Regions from separate parts of the Mus musculus genome. Here regions 2, 3, 4 and 5 are each linked to region 1. A link is a contact called in public HiChIP or PLAC-seq and promoter capture Hi-C data. All regions are on one chromosome and are shown on one strand. Each heading gives the region's core, a stretch centred on a gene start, on an enhancer-like site or on the middle of the called end of the contact. The rest is flanking DNA. Distances are from core to core; before and after follow the strand shown.

Region 1 (4,182 bases), core at 544-3,043:
ACAGCCCGAGGGACTACAGGGAAAGGAAGCCATGTCCTAGGTTCCCTCCCCTAGATGCATCCTGGGTCCTCACCACACTGGAGTCACCCTCACAGAAATAAGAACTCTCCCAGAACCCAGCGCAGTGGCAGTGGCACGTGCCTTTGATTCCAGCACTCTGGGGGCAGAGGCAGGCAGATCTTTGAGTTCGAGGCTGGCCTGGTGTACAAAATGAGTTCTAGGACAGCCAGAAGTTCATAGAGAAACTCTGTCTTGAAAAAACAAAGCGCCAGGCGCACGCCTTTAATCCCAGCACTCGGGAGGCAGAGGCAGGTGGATTTCTGAGTTCAAGGCCAGCCTGGTCTACAATGTGAGTTCCAGGACAGCCAGAGCTATACAGAGAAACCCTGCCTCGAAAAACCAAAAAAAGAAAAAAACAAAAAAACAAAAAAACAAACCCCCCCCCCACCACCAACAACAACAACAAAAAAAAAAACAAAAAAAAACAAAAAAAGCAGCAGCAACAACAAAATCTCTTAAGAGTCCCAACTCAAGCCCACTGCCTGGACCTGCAGGAACTGCAAGCTAATCAGCAATGGACAGGGGAAAGCACATGGCAAAAGGGGAAGGAACATGGCAGAAGGGGATGCCAGGGCCAGTAAGGCTTAGGCTAGGGTTACAGGAGAGGATTAGACAGCTGATCGGGAGTCTTTGATGGAGGCTGGAGACCCCGGGACATGGAACCAGGGGACCAGGTTACTGTATTGGGAGATCATCTAGTCAGGGCCCACCCAGAACTGGCTAGACAGGCATGCAGTGGCTGAGGAGGGGGTAGCTTTGCTGTTCTTGCTCACACCGTTTAAGATGGAACCAGGATGGAGACCCTGCATTAACAACCCTCTGACCCCGTTCCTCTTTTCAGGCCCTTCTCGAAGCCACAAAAATCTGGAACCTGGTGTCCTGGCCATGTGCTGAATGCACGCACAGCACAGCTCTGGTATCTGTTTTAAATTATCCATTAAAATAAGTACAGTCCTGGAAAAAAATAAGTACAGTCTTGGATTTGGTTGGGTGGAGTGAGCTGAAGAAAGGGGCTGAAACGAGGGATTTCAGCAGCCCCTTTTTCCAGCTGTCTAGGTCCAAATGAAAGGGGAGGGGGGAGTGGGCGGGGCCAACTTCTGGCTTCTATTCTTGGCCTTCTCTTGGGGACTGAGGCTTATTTCTTAGATCTAAAACCCAATGTTTGGTTTTAAAGCCAAAAATATAAGGGAAGTGCATAGGTTTGGGTTTTGTTTTTTGTTTTTTCCCGAGGTCCTTGATCTTTGCCCCCAAATTTGAGGGCATAAAGTAATCCCTCAGTTACCTAAAAACACAGCCATTCCTTTGCCATTCCACTCTCCTGGATTGGCCGCTTCTGTGCGCGGGGGAGAGGTGACTCACTATTACTACTGAGGAAAGGGGAGCCAGTGGTGGAAGTGGGGTGAGTCACTGATGGGCAGCAGCTTCAGCCCTCCCCCCAACTTCCTTGGCTCTCTGGGGATGCCTGATCCTCTCCCTCACTTTGCACCTACTTCCCCTGGTCCCTCACCACTACCCTTTGCCCACCCACTCAAATTCTTTGGCTCTGCTCTTTACTCCAGAAGGCCAAAGGCAAGCTTAGAGTTGAGTAGGCAGGAACCAACATTGTGAAGCCCCAGGCCAGAAAGGGGTGTTCTGCAGAGTGAGGGTTGGCATGCTGGCTCCTCCTCACCATACCTGCCCCCGCCCCTTTGGGTACAGGATGGCTCCTTTAAGAGCAGTGGATCCACCCCCTGTAGAGGAGGGCCTATTAGAGCCTCTGCCTGGCTGTCAGTGACTCAGTGTTCGCGGGAACGCTGCCTCAGCCTCAACACCAGCCAACCCAGATCCCGAGGTGCGCCAGCGCCCAGCCCAGATCTCCACGCCTGCCAGGAGCGAGCTTCGCCGGCTCGCTGTCCCCCTGAGCAGCCTCTGTCCTTCTGTCCAAGTCCCGCGCCCTTCTCGGGACCCCTGCCCAGCGGGCAGCACTGTCACCCTGCCGGCCATGGAGACCCCGTCACAGCGGCGCGCCACCCGCAGTGGGGCGCAGGCCAGCTCTACCCCACTGTCGCCCACTCGGATCACCCGGCTGCAGGAGAAGGAGGACCTGCAGGAGCTCAATGACCGCCTGGCCGTGTACATCGATCGCGTGCGTTCCCTGGAGACCGAGAACGCGGGGCTGCGCCTTCGCATCACTGAGTCTGAAGAGGTGGTCAGCCGAGAGGTGTCCGGCATCAAGGCGGCCTACGAGGCCGAGCTGGGGGATGCCCGCAAGACCCTTGATTCTGTGGCCAAGGAGCGCGCCCGCCTCCAGCTAGAGCTGAGCAAAGTGCGTGAGGAGTTCAAGGAGCTGAAGGCTCGGTGAGTGAGGCCCGGCCGGCCGGCACCAGGGAGGCAGCAGTCGCCTGTAACTGGCCATCTAGTCCCCTCCCTCCCCGGAACTGCCTCCCGCGGGTGACTGGCAGTGCCAAGGGTAATAGACATGATAGGACATAGAAGGGAGGGGGTCTCTGTGAGAGGGTGGGGGATATAAAGAGTGGTGGGGGCATTGAGACCAAGTAGCGTTGGTGACAGGGCCTATGCTGTCAAGGTGGGATTTTTCAGTCATTTGGAGCTTGGGGGATGGGCTTGAGGAAGGTAGAACAGGCTCTACCAGGTCTTGGAACTCCCGAACGCCGCCCGGGACACATCAGAATGGGTGAAAGGGTTTTATTAGAACTTTCTTGGTAGGTTTGGCACTTTGCCAATCTTGCCCAACGTGGCTCTGAACACATGATGTCCACTAAGACATAGCGCCCACACTGACATTTGTCCAGTGGTACTGTAATGGAGTTACCAAGGCTGCATAGCCCCTTTCTCCCATGGCTGTGTAAGCACGGCCTTCTCCTGGTTCTTTCTAGGAGCTGAGAATGTCTGGAGCTTTTCCTAGACTCTCAGGCCCACCAGAAGCACACCAGGAGATCTGCTCCCCCGCAGCTCCCACAGCCCTTGGCCTCCCTGGTCGAGGAATGCAAGGGAGGGTGGGGAGGGAGACCGGGCACAGAAGCTAATGGCTCTGGAAATTCTGTTATGCCTGAGTCGGGGACACCCCAGTCTGGGCCCTCTCTGTTTGGTGACTTAAGGGTTTTGGAAGCTCTGTCCTTTCCTTGCTCAGCCAGCGAGCCACTTTCATTTTTCTAGTCAAGCCAGACTTTACTCTGGCCCATCCTCTGAACTGTTGATGTCTTGATCTTACTAAACCTCTGGAATACAATGACATTTTTGAAATCCAGCCGTTAGGGAGCCTCAGGCCACTCCCATTGCACCCATCCCTACCCCACCCTACCCCACCCTACTTGGCTCCACCTACTTTCTAAAAAGGCTTTCCAAAGCCTGGAAGTTTGGGCTCTTGCTCCCTGTACTTCCATTTCGCTCTGTGTCTGTGGTCTTTTCTTCTATGTTGTAGACCCAAGACAAAGAGCTTTGGACATTGGACGTGCGCACTGATACCTAAGGGGCTGGTAGCTTTGACTTCTCTTCCTCTTTTTCCTTTTTGCATTATCTTCTGACAAAACCCACTGTGTATCTGTGGTTGGTCATTCTATTCCTTACCAGATTCCAGCCCTAGGTGGTGAGTATGGCAAGCCCATTGCCTCAAGTGTGAGCAGAGGTCATGTGCACAGATGGGTCCAGCTTTTCTTTCTGCTAACAGGAATTAGCTGCCTTTTCATCCATCCACTAGGGATATGAACACCTTATCAAGAAATACATGAGGCAAGTTAGAGGAGTCCCAGTGAGTTAACTAGTTAGTGATCTAAACTAGTTAAGTCAGCCACCAAAGCTCTTGCAGATCCTGGTGTAGAACTTGTATAGTAGATGTGGGGACAGGGACAGTGGAATCTATAGCTTCTTGTTCATCTAGCCATGCCAGTCTCCTGCCCCCAGTGCAGCTGTCCAGCCTGGGACACCAGGTGGTGTGTACACACGTTGGGTAGGGGCTGGGTGATGTGTGGACTTTTTAAATTTAGCCACCTGCCTCTATTCTCCACTGATGGTAACTGAGGAGGCTGGGCTTCCGGGAAGGGGGTGGGTATACACACCTAGGTCCCTGCTGGTGGGGTGGAGCAGAGGCTAAGTGCCTGACCTTCTGTGTCCATCATAGAAGAC
Region 2 (4,182 bases), core at 628-3,127, 750 kb before region 1:
TGTGAGACATTCTCTGGGAGCCTTGAGGTTCCCTCCTCACAGTAAGGAAACCCATTTGGCTTAGACTTTATTGCTTCGGGGGTGTGGTGGGGTGGGGTGGTGGTGGTGGTGATGGCTCTAATTTAAAGTTTCTGGTGTTGTCCCCCAGTGTAGCTGGAGTCAGATCCTCTAGGAAAACAGGAATTGGCCATAAAAAAAAGATTGAACTTTTACTTTTGAGTTTTCAAATATACATAACACAGAATAGCCCAGCAAATCCCGTGTGCCCGTTGCCACAGACCTTGAAGGGACATAATAGAATCTTAGTTTATCATCAGAATTTCTGAGTCCTATACAGACTGTGTGGCTAGCACACTTGCCACACCATGCTAACTAACTGTTCATGTTGGGCTGGGGAAGATGGGTCAGTGGAGAAAGGGCCAGGTGAGGACAGGAGTTCATATCCCAAAAATCCAGGTGGCCGTGGCAACCTCCTGTAGTCCCAGCACCCAGGAGGCAGAGACAAGGGCGTCCCAGGACACGCTGGCTACCTTGACTAACTGGAGTCTGTGAGCTCCAGATTCAGTGATGCTACCTCAATAAATAAGGAGAGGCTGGGGAAGACACTAGACTTTAACTTTGGACCTCCAACTTTGCATGCCTATGTGTGCCTATCCACCCATTTGTGTGCTTGTGAATATGCATACATGTGAGGACACCACACACACTCTACATGTGCAAGAAAAATAATTTGTTAAATAGACGCATGCCTGTTTTTTTTTCTGAGTGTCGCTGGAACCTCTATAGATCTAGGGACCTGGACCTCTCTCCAGTTGGCAAAGGATCTGAATCCCGGGAAGGAACTGCTGAGACCTGTGGGGCCCAGGATTCCCACCTGGCACGGGCCTGAAGAGCCTGAAGAGCGCTGAAGAGCCTAGCTGGGTGTGGCTGCCCCTTGGAGCCTAAGGGAAAGCTTTGAAGTCTTCACTCCCAGTAGCTGACCTAAAGCTGTTTGCTATAGGTATTTGAGAACGCCTAACTCTATAGCCAATTAGGGGCTTCTCCCTGTGCCTCTGCAGGAACTCAACCAAGCAGCATCTATGGTACAGCTTGTATATGCACATCTGGCTCTCAGCCCTAGAAGGGGTGGACTGAGGAGCCAGATCCTGGCTCTGGCCCTTGAGCCCCCAGGAACTTCCATTTTCCTGGAAGGGAAGCCAAGAAATGTACCTATAGGGGACAATTAAGTGCCCCGGCTGTCTGCCTTAGGGCTCTGAGCATTGTTTGCTTAGGAGGTAGCACTATTTGTAACCTGTCAAGGACTGTAGACTCCAGCAGTCCCCCAAAGAAGGCAGGGCTGCCAACTTCCCATTCTACCAAGGTTCCCACAGAGCCCACCACCCAGTGCCTTCACAATAGATTTCAGTGTATCCTTCTCACAGAACCCTTTCCTTTGTGCCTCTGTCTCTGTGTCTCTCAGCTTCTCTGTCTCTATGGGTCTCTGCCTCTCTCTTGTTTCCCAACATCCTTCCCCAGGCCCTGGGGAGCAGAGCTGTGGAGGCAGGGGGCAGTGGGAACAGGACAGTGTCCGGTTCTCACCAAGGACAATAAGGGCCGGAAAGGGCTGGAGCCAAGGGCTGGCGCAGACTAGCCCTCCCGCCTGCCCTGGGCGCCCCCAGGTCCCGCCCTGTCCCATTGGTATGCCCTAAATGCCAGGCACTCTTCATGCTTGTGCCTGTCCCGGGGAGGGAGGCCAATCTAGTCCACTTGCCTCAGTCTCAGTGTCCCACTGCCTTCTTGAAGGGTGGTATCACCTTTGACTCCAAGGAGCATGTCAGGTCAGGGGCCAGAAGCCTCAGGCCAGACTACAGCGACTCCGCCCACGTATTATTTACTCCTGTTTCCGGAGTTGGGGGCGGGTGCCTGTGGGTGTCGCTGCCACGTGTGAGTGAACAGGAGGAAACATCTGCCTCCCTCTGTCCTCCGGGGAGTGGGGGTGGGGAGATGCCCCGCTCTCCCATAGGTCTTCTGCCACCCGGCTGGAGCAGTCCCAGGAACCCCAAATTCCTTTGTCTTTTTCACCTTCAGGTCTTGGAAGGCACCATATCCTCGGGTCCCTTTACCTAATGATGGTGATTAGAGACTGTGATATCTCTGTCAGGGTTAATTGGCAGGTCAGGTGTGTATAGCCTACAACTAGACACCACAGATAGGCTGAGTGTAAAGCTGCTATTGGCGCCGACCTGCCTTGTAAATCCACCCATTCCTGAGGGATGGGTCATTATTCCTGAGGCACATACTGCCCCTGGTCCTACACAGTAGGTGACATTGATTCCTTAGCACTGCTGGGTCACCTCTGATCTTCCCCTCACATACCTAAACCTTAGAAGTGGTATTTGTTATCTGCCTGACTCCACCCAAGCCTTCTGAAAGCCTCTGACCCTCAGGAGGCCATATCCCAGGGCTATGTGTGTCCTACCCAGTGCTCCCACTCCAGGCAAGGAGAAAATCAAGGTCTGACTTAGACCTTCCCATAGACCCAGGACCTGTTTTGGACACCCTCCATCCCTCCTTCAGAGCGCTCTACACGCCACACTTCAACCTCACTAGATGAGCTTTCAACTGCCAGGCTCAGAAAGACTCTGTGATCTCTACTGAAAATTCTGTCCAACTCCTAGCCCAGGAACAGGAAGTGATGCTTCTAGCTTTCCAGTACGGTGCCTGGCCCCTTGAGTTCCCTAGATTGGCTTCCAAAGAATTAGAGCACTGCCTAGTCCTTTAGGACCAATATGCAGGTAGAGGTCGGCCTGAGTATCCAGGATCGATGGGCTCACAGCGCCCTCTGTCAGCACTTTATGCAAACTGTGCAGTTCCTCCTCCTGGGCCAGGTAAAGAGTGATTGACTGGGCAGTGTGGCCTCTTAATAATCCTTCACCAGACCTCCTTAGACGCTTGGCTTCATCTTTACTGAGCCTTATTCCCTAACCTTTAGGTGCCTCTAAATGTGTAGGATTTTGTCCTAGAAGGGTTGAAGGATAAGTTTTTTCATTCAACCAACCTACTTCCCACTCTCAGGCACTACTGAGTATACAAAAGTGACCAAAATGGGTGTTTCCTAAAGTTTGGAGCATCCACCGGGAGAGGGAGGTGGGGGGGGGAGGGGGCGGGAACCTTGCTGCTCTAAAGGACAAGCACCCTGGACAGAGAGCTGCTTCTCATGACAGCACAAAGCAGGGTCTGGGGCCACAGCCTCATTTCCATCAAGACTTGGCTGAGGCTGTGGGCTGGCTGCTCTTTGATCTAACCTGAAGAGACTTATGGATTTCTTAATATCTTGAAGACAAGATAAATGGGGGAGGGAAACAAGGTTGCCAGAGTGAAGAAGCAAGGGTCGGTGACCAACCCAGGGTCCTTACACGCACGCAATGTGCACCACCCCAACATATGTGCACATACCCCCCCCACACACACACACACACGCACACCAGTTAGGTTCTGAAAGGCAGGCCCTCCTGTATTATCTACTGTTTAACCTCTCTCCCCATAGGTTAAGACCCCGATCATTTTTGCGTTCTTCTCCCACAATGACTCTCTTGTCAGTGGAGGGCAAGGATGCTGCAGCACCTGCCCAGCTTGGGCACTGGCAGATGAGGTCAACTGTCACAGTTCACAGACACAGCTACAAAGACACAACTTTATTACTCATTCACAGTTAGTTTCTCTTCTTGCCCTTGCCAGTGATTTTGGCCGGTGTGAGAACTGGAGCTGTTGCCTGGTACAGAGTGGACGATATCTTGTTGATGTAGTACAGACCAACCATGGAGAAGATGAAGCTAGGGGGTGAAAATAAGTCATTAAACCAATAGGCATGTTGCTACTAGGGCAGACACCAGCGTCAGGTAAAGAATTCAGATTTAGGCCTGGGAAACTAAGGACAAAAAAAAGGGGTGGGGGTGGGGAGATGGCTCAGGGGTTAAGAGCACTGACTGCTCTTCCATAGGTCCCGAGTTCAAATCCCAGCAACCACATGGTGGCTCACAACCATCCGTAATGAGATCTGATGCCCTCTTCTGGTGTGTCTGAAGACAGCTACAGTGTAGTTACATATAATAAATAAAAAAAGCTTTGAAAAAAATAATGGGGGGGAGGGGACAGAGGAGGTGGCATATGGTGGGAAGGGAAGGGACTATTAACACCATAGGA
Region 3 (4,182 bases), core at 1,125-3,624, 730 kb before region 1:
CATCCCGACACCACAAAGTCACGAGACTGACCATTCCTCCCCCAAGTCAAATCCAGAACTGTACCTGAACTTGATGCTAGAGATCCCCAGAAAATCTCCGTTAAAAATCTGCAGAAACTGGGAGAAGAGGAGAAGACTCAGGAGTGATGTGAAAGCCATGCAGTCCTGAAGAGCTACGTCAGGGGACACATGGCAGAGGCTAGGCTGATACCCACCAATCCAGAAATGTTCCTCTTCAGTTCTTGGTAGTAGTTGGAGCTGGGGTCTTCCAGAGAAGAATTAAATGGGTGGTTTTGAATGTAAAAAGACAAGAAGAAGAAGGAGACCCCAACAGACAACTGGGGTGAACTGTTACTGGAGAAGGTAGAAAATGGTACTGTGCTATAGTAAGAGCTGCTGGCAATAGTGCTGTGGCTGGAGGTGGTGGCCATGGTAGGAGAAACAGGGTATTGACTTGGCACTGAAGGCTGAGTGCCATTGCTGACTGGAGTTGTAGCTATTGCAGAGGTATTATAGACTAGACTGGTAGCTGAGCCCAACACAGAACTGGTAGGTAGCACCGAGGAGCCATTGTGGTCTGGAATGATAGCTGAGCCTGACGTCACTTTGGTAGTAGAGAATGGCATGCTACTGTAAACTGGAGTGGTGGCCAAGACTGATTCAGAGCTGTTAGTTGTAGTTGAGGTACCACTGTGGTCTGGACTGGTGGCTGAGCCCAGTGCAGAGCTGGTAGTTGTGACTGAGGTGCCATTGTGGTCTGGAGTGCTAGCTAAGTCTGATGTAGTCTTGATGTTTTGGATGGAGGCACTACTGTGGACTGGAGAACTGGTGGAGTCCCTTAGAGGGCTGGTGGCTGGAGAAGAGGTGCCACCGTGGGCTACTGGAGAGCTGGCGGAGTCTTCTGAAAGGCTAGTGGCTGGGGAAGAGGTGTCATCATGGGCTACTGGAGAGCTGGTGGAGTCCACTGGAGCTGTGGTGGCTGGGGAGGAGGTGCCACTGAGGACTGCAGTACTGGTAGAGTCTTCGGGAGCTCTGGTGGCTGGAGAAGAGGTGCTACTATGGTCTGGAGAGCTGGTGGAGTCCCCTGGAGGGCTGGTGGCTGGGGACGAGGTACCACCGTGGACTACTGGAGAGCTGGTGGAATCCACTGGAGCTGTGGTGGCCGGAGCTGAAGAGGTGCCACTGTGGACTACTGGAGAGCTGTTGGAGTCTTTTGAAAGGCTAGTGGCTGGGGAAGAGGTGTCACCATGGGCTACTGGAGAGCTGGCGGAGTTCACTGGAGCTGTGGTGGCTGGGGAGGAGGTGCCACTGAGGACTGCAGTACTGGTAGAGTCTTCAGGAGCTCTGGTGGCTGGAGAAGAGGTGCTACTCTGGACTGGAGAGCTGGTGGAGTCCCCTGGAGGTCTGGTGGCTGGGTCTGAGTTGCTGCTGTGGACTGGAGTGGTAGTCGATGCTAAGGAACTGCTGGTGTCCTGAGATGAGGTGACACTGTTTTCCTCACTTGGAAGGGCAAGAAAACCTGAACCAGAGTGGAAGATTAGGGGTAAACTGTTTTTATGCTCACAGCAGCGCAGCACTAATCAACAGAGTTGGACACTGGGTCGCTTTGGATAACATGTGTGATGTTTTAGTTCCGGCTAGAGCCAAAGTTGAAGAAAAAAAAAACAAAACAACAACAACAACAAAAAAAAAACCTACTGGGTTGATGAATAAAAATCAGAGCAAGAAGAAAAATATAAACTCTGAAAACAAAGTAACCGGGGAAGGAAGGGGGATCATGTTAGCATCAGGTAGCCCCTGGTTTGCCTTCATCCTGACAGCCTCCCTCCCTAAGCAGAGGTCTCACCTCTGCTTCTGGCTCATTTATTCCTCTACTTGAGACAAGTATTCATACTGTAGCCTAAGCTGGCCTTGAACTCTCTGTGAACCTGAGCGTCCAGGGTGTGGGAACTATAGACTGGAACCACTGCACACGGCCCCATTCTTCCACTCCGGAGCTACTTCTCCTGACACAGCCTCTCTTCTCTACTCCCCACAAAGAGTATTATTTGCCTACTATAGTGCCCACTCTCCTGAGGGGTCACCTCTTCTCAGCCTCCTTCCTTAGCCTCTTTTCCCCCCTGGCACATACTGGGCCATACCTGTATGGATGGCCATTTATGACTCTCATAATCTACCAGTAAGCAAACTCCACAGAAAGACTGGGAGTCCCACCTGAACAGCGCAGCCCCTCCCCACCTTGCGCCTCTCACCTTTTAGACTTGCTAGAAGTAGCAGCAGGAAGAAAGGAGCCCGAATGCCCGGGGTCATGGTGGTGGTGAACAGGCGGGAAGGGGCTAGAAAACAAACTCAAGGCTGGCGCTCCGTGTGTGAGGTGGAACAGGGCTGGTGCCTGCTGCTTTATACCAGTCCCCCTCCCGCCCTAGGCACAGTCAGAGCAGGTGACAGGTAACAAAACTCCGCCCCCTCCCCTATTCTTTTCCTCCTCCTCCCCCCCAGTCATTCCTGTGTAGGGTACTTGGGCTCCAATCACTCAACCTTATGACAACCTGTTTTTTCTCCATCTGGCCTCCCACTTTTACCAACCGCTCCTTGACTACCCCAGGTGTGTATGTGGAGGAAACCTGGGGCCCCCTGGCTCTGGTTTTAGTCCCAGAGTGACCGCCAAGAAGAGGAAAGGAAACACAGAAAGGCCCTGGACAGCAAGACATGGGAAGTCCATCCCTAGGTCCCCCGATCCCTTTTCCTATTCTCTCTGCGGGTCCTTGAACACCACTTCTCACAAGTTGAGAGGACATAAGGGGGCTGGATAATAGTGGACAGGTCGCTAGTTTTAGTCTCCCTCCCCGAACCCCCCCCCCCCCCGCCACTTCCCGGAACAGCCCCGCCCTTCTAGCCGTTCCCGGTACTCTGAAAACCACAATCCCCGCCCCTGCCAGACTTTCCAGTAGCCTGGGTCTCTCTTTGGCTTTCTCCCGAGAAAGGCGGTGGGGGAAATTTCCACTTAAAAAGGACTAAACTTGGGCTCCACTGAAGCCTAAGGTCCTTCCTACCCAACCCTCCACCTTGAGTGGCAGGTTGACCGGCCCTTCTATCCGGAAACGCCTGCCCTCTAGTGGTCACCGCGAGCGTCGCGCGGCGTACTCGCACCAGCCGATAGTTTGGCAGCACAGCCCAAGTTGAGACAGATTAACTTAAGGAAGTTAATTGTGCCTTGGCGAAAAGAATCAATGCCTCGGACAGATAGGAAAGAATGCACACTGTAGGGGAGAAGCAAGGGTCATTAATTGGGCTACTAGACTTCTGGGGATGGTGTTTGCGGGTAGGGTAAAAGTGGTTGGAGCCCCAAGGTATCTGGAAGGGGGGGCATCAAGTTGTGTGATGACATTGAATGGTGGGGGGTGGGGTGTAGGACGGGTTATGTCTAGGTAGCTAGATATTGAGGAGGAAGAGATTAAGTAGGTGGGCCGATCGTGGAACATGAGAACGTTGAGATGTATCTGGGAAAGGAATATTTGGGGCGAACAAGCACTCGAAACAAGGCAAACCCGTGTGTTTGTGTGTGTGTTTAGGGAGAAACGAAAGGTGTTCTGAAGGGCAGAAACAGTTGAATTTGGGGAGGGCTTTGGGTTCACAGTAGCGCGGACTGAGGATGCCAGGCCGGATCCCGCAAGCGGAGGTTGCGGAGTAAACCAGCAGGAGCAGTTACAACTGTAGTAGGCAAACAGTTCTTAGTCCCAACGAATACAAGACGGAAACTAATACTTTAAAAACATTTCGGAGGTGCAGGAACGGAGGCGTGGGTCCCACGCTCCCGCCGTGTGTCCCGCCTCTGAGAGGCTTTGTCAGGCCTGCTCCGGGCGGAGTGGAGCCGCCCTACGTCAGTTCGCCCACAAGTATTTAGGTGGGCGGCACCAAACCCCAACTCCCAGGATTGCCAGGCAACAGCCATTCAATTCGGTTGCTGGGACACCCGTCACCATGGCGATGGCTCTGCGCCTCTCAGTCTGAGTATTTAAAGAGCAAGCGCGCGCACTGCTTTAGCGTTGGAAAGTGGCCTTCGGGGCACCAGAGGCTCCCCTCCTCTCCTCACCCTTTCCCTTTCGCCACCTTTCACTCTTCGGGTGTTCAGGCTCTGGCGCACCTCTAAGGTGACCTATACTCCCCAGAGCACTCCAGTCC
Region 4 (4,182 bases), core at 863-3,362, 630 kb before region 1:
CTCACTATGTAGACCAGGCTAGCCTCAAACTCACAGAGATCCATTTGCCTCTGCTTTCAAAATGCTGGGATTAAAAGCTTGGGCCACCACACTTGACTCTGAATTAGAACATTTTAATAAATTATTGCTTAGTATTTATTGTCCCATCCACTAGACTTCCCTTATTTACTGGGCTACCCCCAATTCCAAACCTTGTCTTCCAGGTACTAAGCAAGCATTTGTGGTTTTTTTTTGCTTTGTTTGTTTGTTTGGTTGGTTGGTTTTGGTTTTTTGAGACAGGGTTTCTCTGTATAGCCCTGGCTATCCTGGAACTCACTCTGTAGACCATGCTGGCCTCGAACTCAGAAATCTTCCTGCCTCTGCCTCCCAAGTGCTGGGATTAAAGGCGTGCGCCACTGCTACCTGGCTCAACGAGCATTTGTTAAGCTGGGTGTGGTATTACATACTTATGATCTCATTAGGCTAAGACAATATAATATGGGCTACATAATAAGCTTGAAACTATCCAAGGCTACCCGAGACCCTGTCTTAAAGACCCAGCCTCAAGTGGAGCAAGGTGGCACATACCTTTAACCCGGCCCAGCTCTCAGGAGGCAAAGGTAGGTGGATTTCTGAGTTTGAGACCTGCCTGCCCAACAGCCAGAGCTACAACATAAGAAGATTCTGTCTCAGAAAAAAAAAAGAAAAAGAAAAAGAAGCAAATACAACAACACCCGCAACAACAACAACACCTGCAAATCTCACAAATATTTGTTGAATGAATGACCATGGCAAAGATAGCACAGTAAGGAGACACCAGAGTCATGCAGGCGGCCCAGTGTGGCGGCCCAGGGTTGGGTGGTCTTACCGATGGTGGCAATGATGCTGGTGCTCCTAGCGGCCACAGGCTCTGAGTCGATATCCAGAAGGCAGAGGTGTTCCAGGAAGGTGTCCGCCATAGCTGCGGGCAGTTGCTGCTGCTGGAAGAAGGCAGTGCCCAGCTCCTGGGTCAGCTGGGCCACACTGGCACGTCTCAGGTATCCTGCTGGCCCTGCGGTAGATGGGGACTCAGGATCCTGCACAGACAATCGCCTATCCCCCATGTGCTTCCTGCCAGTGCACCCTGTGTCTATTCAGCCCTCCGGTCTGTGTGAGGAGGCCTTCCTTCAATCTGAGTGTCACACATTACTTTGTTTAGTCTCCAGGGTTCTATGGAGCAGGCTGTTAGATGTGCTCTTTCCCAACTTTACAAGGAAGGAAAAAGACGGAGAGAGAAAATGCACTGTCTAAGAAAAGGGCATCTTCCAAGGAAGATGATTCAAATCTAGGTCTAGCTCAAAGCTGAGTCCTTACGGACCCAGTTACCGAGACCCTCCCCCACCCCGCCCCCCAGCAGACCACTCAGCCTCAGCACCCCCAGAAGCCTCCCTCAAGTCTCAAGGCATCTCATTCTCTAGGCCTGGAATCTCTCTGTTACTTTTCCTTGTTTACTTCCTTCTAGCTCCAGGCAACTCTCTGGCTTCCCCACTTCCCTCCCCTCCAAGTTCCCTCCATCTATACAGTGCGGCTCTATCCCCTGCCTGCCCCCTTGTGGGGGAAACCCCCGTAGCTTGACCCAGCCCGGCTCAGTAGAGCACCTTCCATACTGCTGCGTACCTGCTGTGTCTGTGGGTCTGCTTTATACTCTGCCTTTGTCAGTGGGATGGGGCCTGGCACAGACGAGATCAGTCCTGGTTAAAGTATAACCAGCTAGCATCTCTCTTGCCAATGGAAGCCTTGTACACTGGGGGCCAGAGTCCAGGAACCACGGGAGTGCCCCGTGGCGTCCATGCTGCCGGATCCCCTTTGGCCTGTCTGCAGAGCCTGGATCAAAGGCTCAAATCAAATTTAACAGAGGCTGTAGTGGGCATCCTTCCCCCAAGGCCTCCACCCCCAACACTGATTCTACCCTAATTCTCCTCTCTGTTCAGTGGCTTCCCTTCCTCTTCTTACCTCCTGGAGCCCCACTTAAAGCAGACTTTGCTAAGTCTTTTTGGGACTTAAAGATCCAGGGCCAGAGCTGCTGGGGTAGCTCGTTCTCTTGGACAGACATGCTTCCAAAGTGTGGGACTGGGGCTGCAAGAACCACAGACTGGGAGGAGAGTGTACCCTAACTGCTGGTCTTATCTGCAGGAGCCAGAGAATAGAAAAGAGGCACACCCAGTAGGCAGCCCCATCCCCACACAGAGTCCCTTCTGGAGGGCTGTCGGTTGTCAGTCCCCACATCTTCCCTTCCCCTAGGTCATCCGTTTTTCCTGGTCAATTTTTAGTCCATTCATACTGTCAGTCCATCAGCTTCAATAGAGACTAGTTCATCGCCAGTGATACAATCCTTTTCTCTTTGTATTTTATTGACAAGAATCTTAGGTATATTCTCAGAGCAAGAGCTTGAATGTGGGGACTAGATTGTGGAAAAGAGGGAGGAACTTTTTTTTCTCTTCTCTTCTCTTCTCTTCTCTTCTCTTCTCTTCTCTTCTCTTCTCTTCTCTTCTCTTCTCTTCTCTTCTCTTCTCTTCCCTTCCCTTCCCTTCCCTTCCCTTCCCTTCCCTTCCCTTCCCTTCCCTTCCCTTCCCTTCCCTTCCCTTTCCTTTCCTTTCCTTTTCTCTTCTAGACAGGGTTTCTCTGTGTAGACCAGGCTGGCCTCGAACGCAGAAATCTGCTTGCCTCTGCCTCCCAAGTGCTGGGATTAAAGGCGTGCGCCACCACCACCTGGCAGAGGGGAACCCTTTGATAGACGTTAGAGGGTATCTCAGTTTCTCGCATCTGTTCCTCTGTGAATCCAAAGATGAAACTATAAACAGTTCTAGGCACTAATTGATAAACTTGTTTAGATTGATGTTGACGAACCATATTAGTAAACACAGGAAGCCTGAGCACAGGGGAGTTCTTCAGCCATCGTGGGGACATCGCACCCAACTCACTTTTTACCAAGGCACCAGGGAGAGTGACCTTGCCTTGCTGACCACCATGAGCATAAGCTGCAGTCCTGCTGTCAAAATTCCCTATAACTACCCCAACCAACAGACGGGCCACCTGGCACTTACTTTTTTTCCATATCCCAGATGACCCTAGACTGGGGATTCTCTTGACCCCATTCTTGGGTGACTTTACAAGTTCAGCAAAGTTGCTAGAACAGTGGGATTCTCTAGGAAGGCTTCCATGACACTATGACAATGACAATGGCCAGTGACAACCCTGGAGGATACAGTGGGAGTCAAGCAGATAGAAAGATGGAACCTTCGCCCTCCATGGGTTTTAATATAGTGTGTGTGGGGAAATGACAGACTACTAGCAAATAAATAAATACTTTAAACTGGGTAAGGGGTGTCAGGCATGGATCATAGGACTGGGCAGGGTGGCCGGGTGGGACAGTGGTGTATCTTAGGCACCTCTTAAATAAGATGAGGCTTTCTTTAATGTGATTATGCTTAAGCTATTAAGGATGAGAAGGCACCAGCAGGGGCTGCAGGGGCAGCAGGGGCAGCAGGGGCAGCAGAGGAAAGAGTTTCCTGTAGGTTGCATATGTCCCATAACTCTGAGGAACAAAAGCTTTTTGTGTAAGAGAAACTGGTTAGGGGGACGTGGCCATGGTAAACCTGGGCGCCTGAGCAAAGAGCCACTGGTATGGCTGCCAGGGACATAATATAATTCAAGTTAGGTCTTAGGTAGCTCTAGCTGACCGATGTAAACAGTCATGGATTCAGAAGACAGAGGTGAGTCTTGGGAGTTGATCAGGGTGGGAGGTGACAGGCTAGCCTGGGTGGCACTGTGGGGGAGGGGAGAAGTCTGTGAGATGTGTTTTGGAGACAGGCAGACAGAGCAGAATGACTGCGGAGCTGTGCTGGTAAGAGAGGCTTTCAGTACTTAGAGTGTAACATGGAGAAGAAGGCAGTGCCCAGCTCCTGGGTCAGCTGGGCCACACTGGCACGTCGCAGGTATCCTGCTGGCCCTGCGGTAGATGGGGGACTTCTTTTGCTCTGGAGTCAAATGTCCATCTACTCGTCCTTGCAGAACCAGCATTGAGGCACAGAGACAGGAGGAAGTCATCTTTCTCTGAGGGTCACCTTGGAAGATGTGACAGCTAATTGAAACACCCTGTATTCCTGGGATAGGAGAGCAAAGGGCTTTCCTGGGGAGGTGAGACATAAGGCTTCAGGCTGGGTG
Region 5 (4,182 bases), core at 631-3,130, 620 kb after region 1:
AGGCTGGCCTTGAACTCAGAAATATGCCTGCCTCTGCCTCCCAAGTGCTGGGATTAAAGGCATGTACCACCACGCCTGGCAATATATATTTTTTTCAAGACAGGGTTTCTCTGTGTAGCCCTGGCTGTCCTGGAGCTCACTCTGTAGACCAGGCTGGCTTTGAACTCAGAAATCTGCCTGCCTCTGCCTCCTAAGTGCCCAAGTGCTGGGATTAAAGGCGTGCGCCACCACTGTTGGGCTATAAATAAATCTTAATTTTTTTTGGGGGGGGGACAGGTATCAGTGGGGTGTCAAATTCTGAATCATGTACATACGTGCATGCTAGCTAAGCACTGTAATGTTGAGCTGCCTAAACTCAGTATAGTTTAAACACAGGTGTATACAAGTTATTCTGGGAGATTTAAGCAGATGTCTAGAGAAGGTGGTATAAGTTTGTGTATGAAGCCAAATGTTCAGACACATGGCGAGGAGGCTGGTGAGGAAGAGCCACATCCTTTCACAGTCTTTACAATCCTCATCCTTCGCTCAAAGCACCCTTTCCACGTTCTTTAGCCTCCTCCCTGCCAAACTCTAGCAGCTCTTTCGTTGTTGGCTGACCTCAAAGGTTTTCTGCTCTTAGGAGCAGGGAGGTACCCACAGAGAGATGGGTTCATGTATAAAGGACATGGCAAGTAGAGGGCCCTCAGTTAGAGGGTGACAGAAGTGATCCAGAATCACAGGGAGCCAGGGAAGAGCAGTTGCACAGCACGTCATCATAGACGGGCAGTATGTGAAAAAGCCTGCAGTAAAAGTGGGTGGATATGAGGGCCATACGCAAAGGCCGAGAAGACAGCACATCCAGCCAAGAAATGAATGCCAAAGACACATGCACTGTAGGGTGGGCACAGGTGATCAACCCCTAAGAACTTGGAAGTGTACCGGGCCATAGTCTGTCCTTTTACTGAGGTAAAGTGATTAATCTCCAATTCTCCAATACCTTGCCCTAGTTTCCCGTGCTTCTCACTAGTTGCTGAGGAAGGAGCCCAAGTCCCCACACTCATGGGGATAGCGTTCATGGGAGGTGTGTACTGTTACTAGATGTATACTGGTGTATTCATTGGTTAAGAGCACTGACTCTTTTTTTTTTTTTTTTTTTTTTTTTTTTTTTTTTTTTTCTGTGAGACAGAGACAGGATTTTCTGTGTCACCTTGGCTGTCCTGGACCTCACTTCATAGTCTAGGCTGGCCTCGAACTCACAGATCTCCGCCCGCGTCTGACTTCCTAGTGCTGGGATTCAAGGTGCATGACACCACCCTTGCCATGCTCTCAGATGCCTGCGGCCTCGTTTTCTTTCTGGCTTCGCAATCTTAATTTTATAACGTACCCTAGAGCTTTGTCTTTTCTTGGGGTGCTTTGTTCTAACACCCAGGTCGACTCGGAAGCATCACTGTTTTATTTACAGGTAACTTTCCCTTTAAGCTATTTACTTTCCCAGACTTCATCACTTTCCCGACAACACTTGCAGTTTCTAAGGGTACCACAGCTCCCATAATCCTTAGCTGCTCTGAGGAACTTCAAGTACCGAAATGCTCTAAATGCTTACGTGCTACCGCGCTGATCCATGGGGCTTGTAGTAACATAGGACTTGAAAGGACACACAACAACAAACAAACAAACAAACTACGAATCCCAGGAATCACTGCATCAGAGGAAGCTTTCGCTCAGTCTTTCTGCGCACCCTTTACGCCACCTTTAGACTGCAATTCCCGCCATGCTTTGCACTGAGTTCCCGGAGGTAGAGAATGGGGTTGTTGCTAAAGTCTTCTCTGGGAATTGTAGTTCTTAAGTCTGTGAGGTGAGTAGTAGGCGGAGTGACTCGGCGGCCATTAGGTGTGTGTAGTTGCTTGGTGCTAGGAGCTTAAGTGTAGCGGGAATTCTTACTCGGTGGAAATCAACCCTAGCCATGGGTTCCTGCCGGGGATAGTTCTAGAGCACGGAGCAGGAGGCGCTTTTCGGTTCCCCGCCTTGCCCGCTGGTAGGGCCTACTAGGCCGCCGGGACATCCCGGGTCTCAAGTAGGCCTAGTCTGCCAGCAAGGGCGTCCCAAAGGCGGGAGGCGCCATGTCTCTGGTTGCTTATGCCAGCAGCGACGATAGTGAGCCGGATGAGCCGGAGCCGGAGCCGGAGCCGGAGGAAGAGGATGTGGCGGCTCCTATGCCAGGGCCCACTTTAGGAGGCCTGTTCGCTTCTCTTCCTGCACCCAAAGGCCCGGCCTTGCTGCCCCCGCCCCCCCAGATGCTGGCCCCAGCCTTCCCCCCGCCGCTCCTGCTGCCCCCGCCCACCGGAGACCCCAGACTGCAGCCGCCTCCGCCGCTGCCCTTTGGCCTGGGCGGCTTCCCGCCACCTGCAGGAGTGAGCCCTGCTGAAGCTGCGGGAGTTGGAGAGGGGCTGGGGCTGCCATCGCCTCAAGGCCCTGGGCTCAGTCTGCCCCCAGCTGTGGGCGGTGTCGGACCCCCCTTGGGCCTTCCCAAGCCAAAGAAGAGAACCGAACCGGTTAGGATAGCGGCGCCGGAGCTGCAGAAGGGCGATGTGAGTATGGAGGGGGGGGGCACCTCAAGTCCCATTGGGCTGGAGTTTAGGGGTAGGAGGGACTTGTAACCATAATGGAGCTCGACAAACGCATCCGTTGACTCCGAGCCGCTGGAATCCTCTTAGAAGGCGGTTAAATTCACCTGAACTTGCCTGCTTTGGGGAGTTAGGGTATTGGCCATGAGGCATTCTGGAACCTGGGACTTCCTTGCAGAAAGGGATGCGTGGTATCCTTGGTACTGACAGGCTTAAGGCGCATGCATGGAGACAATTCTTTCCCTTTCAGCATCTTTATCTCAGTTGGCTTCTCTTCCCATATTGAGGGCAGGTTAAAAGTGGCGCCTGAAGTGACAGCTGGTGGGACTAAAGTGCTCCTGTTGAACATCCAGGACCAGCCTTATCCTTTGCCCCATCTCTAAAATAAGAAGGCTGGAAGGAGGTAAAGGACATGAGTGGAGTTAGAGAAGAGATGGAATGTTTACTTATTTTGACATGGTTCTAGTATTGTAACCCAGGCTTTTCTTGAATCACTGTGTAGCTCAGCTTGGGCTTCAACTTGTGATCCTCTTGTCTCAGAGTCCAAGTGCTGGATTAAAAAGTGTATTACACTATCCCTGGTATAAGAAATTGAGTATTGCCTCTCCCTCACCCCCACACACAATGGGAGTTGGACTTGTAGCCTCCCTCACACATAGTAGGTAAATGCTCTTCCACTGAGCTACAAAACCCAGCCCTGTTTCCATTGTTTATTTTGAGGAATGGTTTTTCTAGATTGTCTAGACTGACTTGAATTTTAGATTGTTCTGCTTCAGTCTCCCCTGTAGCTGGGATTACAACCTATAGAAGCAGGATTTGGTAGTCCAGGCTGGCTTCAACTTTAGTAGCTAAGATTGTCCTTAAACTCCAGATTCTCCTCCATCTCCTTCCTGAGTGCTGGGATTACAGCTGAACACCACCATGCCTGCTTTATGCAGCTTACATTCATGTCTAGGGCTTTGTGCATGCTAGGCAAGCATCCTTATCAACTGGGCCATATCCTCAGCCCTAACATACTATTTACAGATATGAAAATGGAGTCCAGCATGTAGTCTTACTGGAGATTGACAACTGGATCTGTTTAAATCTGTTTCACCATCTAGATACTGTCCAGGCTAGATGAGCATTAGAGTATAGTTTCTAAAAGAGGCAGCTAAGATTACAGTGTTTTCTTGTTTGTTTGTGTGTTTGTTTGTTTGATGGTCTCTATGTAGTCCTAGATGCCCCCCTATAACTTGCTCTGTAGACCTGGCCTTGAACTCAGATCCTCTTGCTCCTGCCTCTTGGGTTCTGGGATTAAAGACTTGTGCCATCATTCCTGACTTATGTTGTTTTCAGATGTTTAAGCAGGAAAAGATAAGGCCTCTTCCATGAGGACTTCCATGATAAAGGAGGCAGCCTGTGACAGTTCTTTGCTTTCTATCTTTTAGTAAATGAATTGGTCCACCCTGGGTTCCTTTTGCTAACTCTGCTTTTCTTTAGTTTTTCCAAGCTACCAAGGGCCATCTTTATCTTTTGTAGGTAAAGTTCTTTAACTCAGTTTCCCCCCCAGTAGCTGTCTTGGTCTTTTCATCACGCT

Evidence for each region. Promoter capture Hi-C pulls out the DNA fragments that hold promoters and counts their contacts. HiChIP or PLAC-seq counts read pairs in DNA pulled down with a chosen protein or histone mark.
Region 2: a contact with region 1 is called in an HNF4G HiChIP or PLAC-seq map of pancreatic cancer cells. The contact joins the enhancer-like site here to the promoter of Lmna in region 1. A contact is called at or near these places in 5 of 39 promoter capture datasets (the SN4741 cell line, cranial neural crest, hippocampal neurons and 1 more), 1 of 15 datasets of contacts at CTCF or cohesin (CD8 T cells) and 1 of 115 datasets of contacts at active chromatin or transcription factors (pancreatic cancer cells).
Region 3: a FOXA1 HiChIP or PLAC-seq map of pancreatic cancer cells shows a contact between it and region 1. The contact joins the promoter of Muc1 here to the promoter of Lmna in region 1. A contact is called at or near these places in 4 of 39 promoter capture datasets (the SN4741 cell line, hippocampal neurons and liver), 1 of 15 datasets of contacts at CTCF or cohesin (CD8 T cells) and 3 of 115 datasets of contacts at active chromatin or transcription factors (epiblast stem cells, extraembryonic endoderm stem cells and pancreatic cancer cells).
Region 4: a promoter capture Hi-C map of liver shows a contact between it and region 1, with 2.6 times the contacts expected there. The contact joins the promoter of Pklr here to the promoter of Lmna in region 1. A contact is called at or near these places in 3 of 39 promoter capture datasets (cranial neural crest, liver and neural stem cells).
Region 5: an H3K4me3 HiChIP or PLAC-seq map of bone marrow-derived macrophages shows a contact between it and region 1, with 4 times the contacts expected there. The contact joins the promoter of Prcc here to the promoter of Lmna in region 1. A contact is called at or near these places in 1 of 39 promoter capture datasets (liver) and 2 of 115 datasets of contacts at active chromatin or transcription factors (bone marrow-derived macrophages and pancreatic cancer cells).

Annotation. Positions count from the first base shown.
Region 1 is chr3:88,500,963-88,505,144 of GRCm38.p6, reverse strand. Lmna (lamin A) reads left to right here and starts at 1,793. Exons shown (of 12, transcript NM_001002011.3): 1 at 1,793-2,397. The coding sequence starts at 2,042.
Region 2 is chr3:89,249,201-89,253,382 of GRCm38.p6, reverse strand. Krtcap2 (keratinocyte associated protein 2) reads right to left here. Exons shown (of 5, transcript NM_025327.3): 5 at 3,654-3,812. The coding sequence ends at 3,692. Among named protein-coding and RNA genes, the nearest start is that of Krtcap2, 4.9 kb to the right of the region's middle. Within about 2 kb of position 1,877, at least 131 of the 459 cell types and tissues checked have an H3K27ac peak or open chromatin away from gene starts, as enhancers often do. A contact at or near this core is called in CD8 T cells and pancreatic cancer cells, where this site is marked.
Region 3 is chr3:89,227,248-89,231,429 of GRCm38.p6, reverse strand. It overlaps Muc1 (mucin 1, transmembrane), which reads right to left and starts at 2,374. Exons shown (of 7, transcript NM_013605.2): 1 at 2,253-2,374; 2 at 216-1,519; 3 at 65-117. The coding sequence starts at 2,310.
Region 4 is chr3:89,134,072-89,138,253 of GRCm38.p6, reverse strand. It overlaps Pklr (pyruvate kinase liver and red blood cell), which reads right to left and starts at 2,112. Exons shown (of 11, transcript NM_013631.2): 1 at 1,972-2,112; 2 at 848-1,030. The coding sequence starts at 2,071.
Region 5 is chr3:87,883,260-87,887,441 of GRCm38.p6, reverse strand. It overlaps Prcc (papillary renal cell carcinoma (translocation-associated)), which reads left to right and starts at 1,880. Exons shown (of 7, transcript NM_033573.2): 1 at 1,880-2,567. The coding sequence starts at 2,100.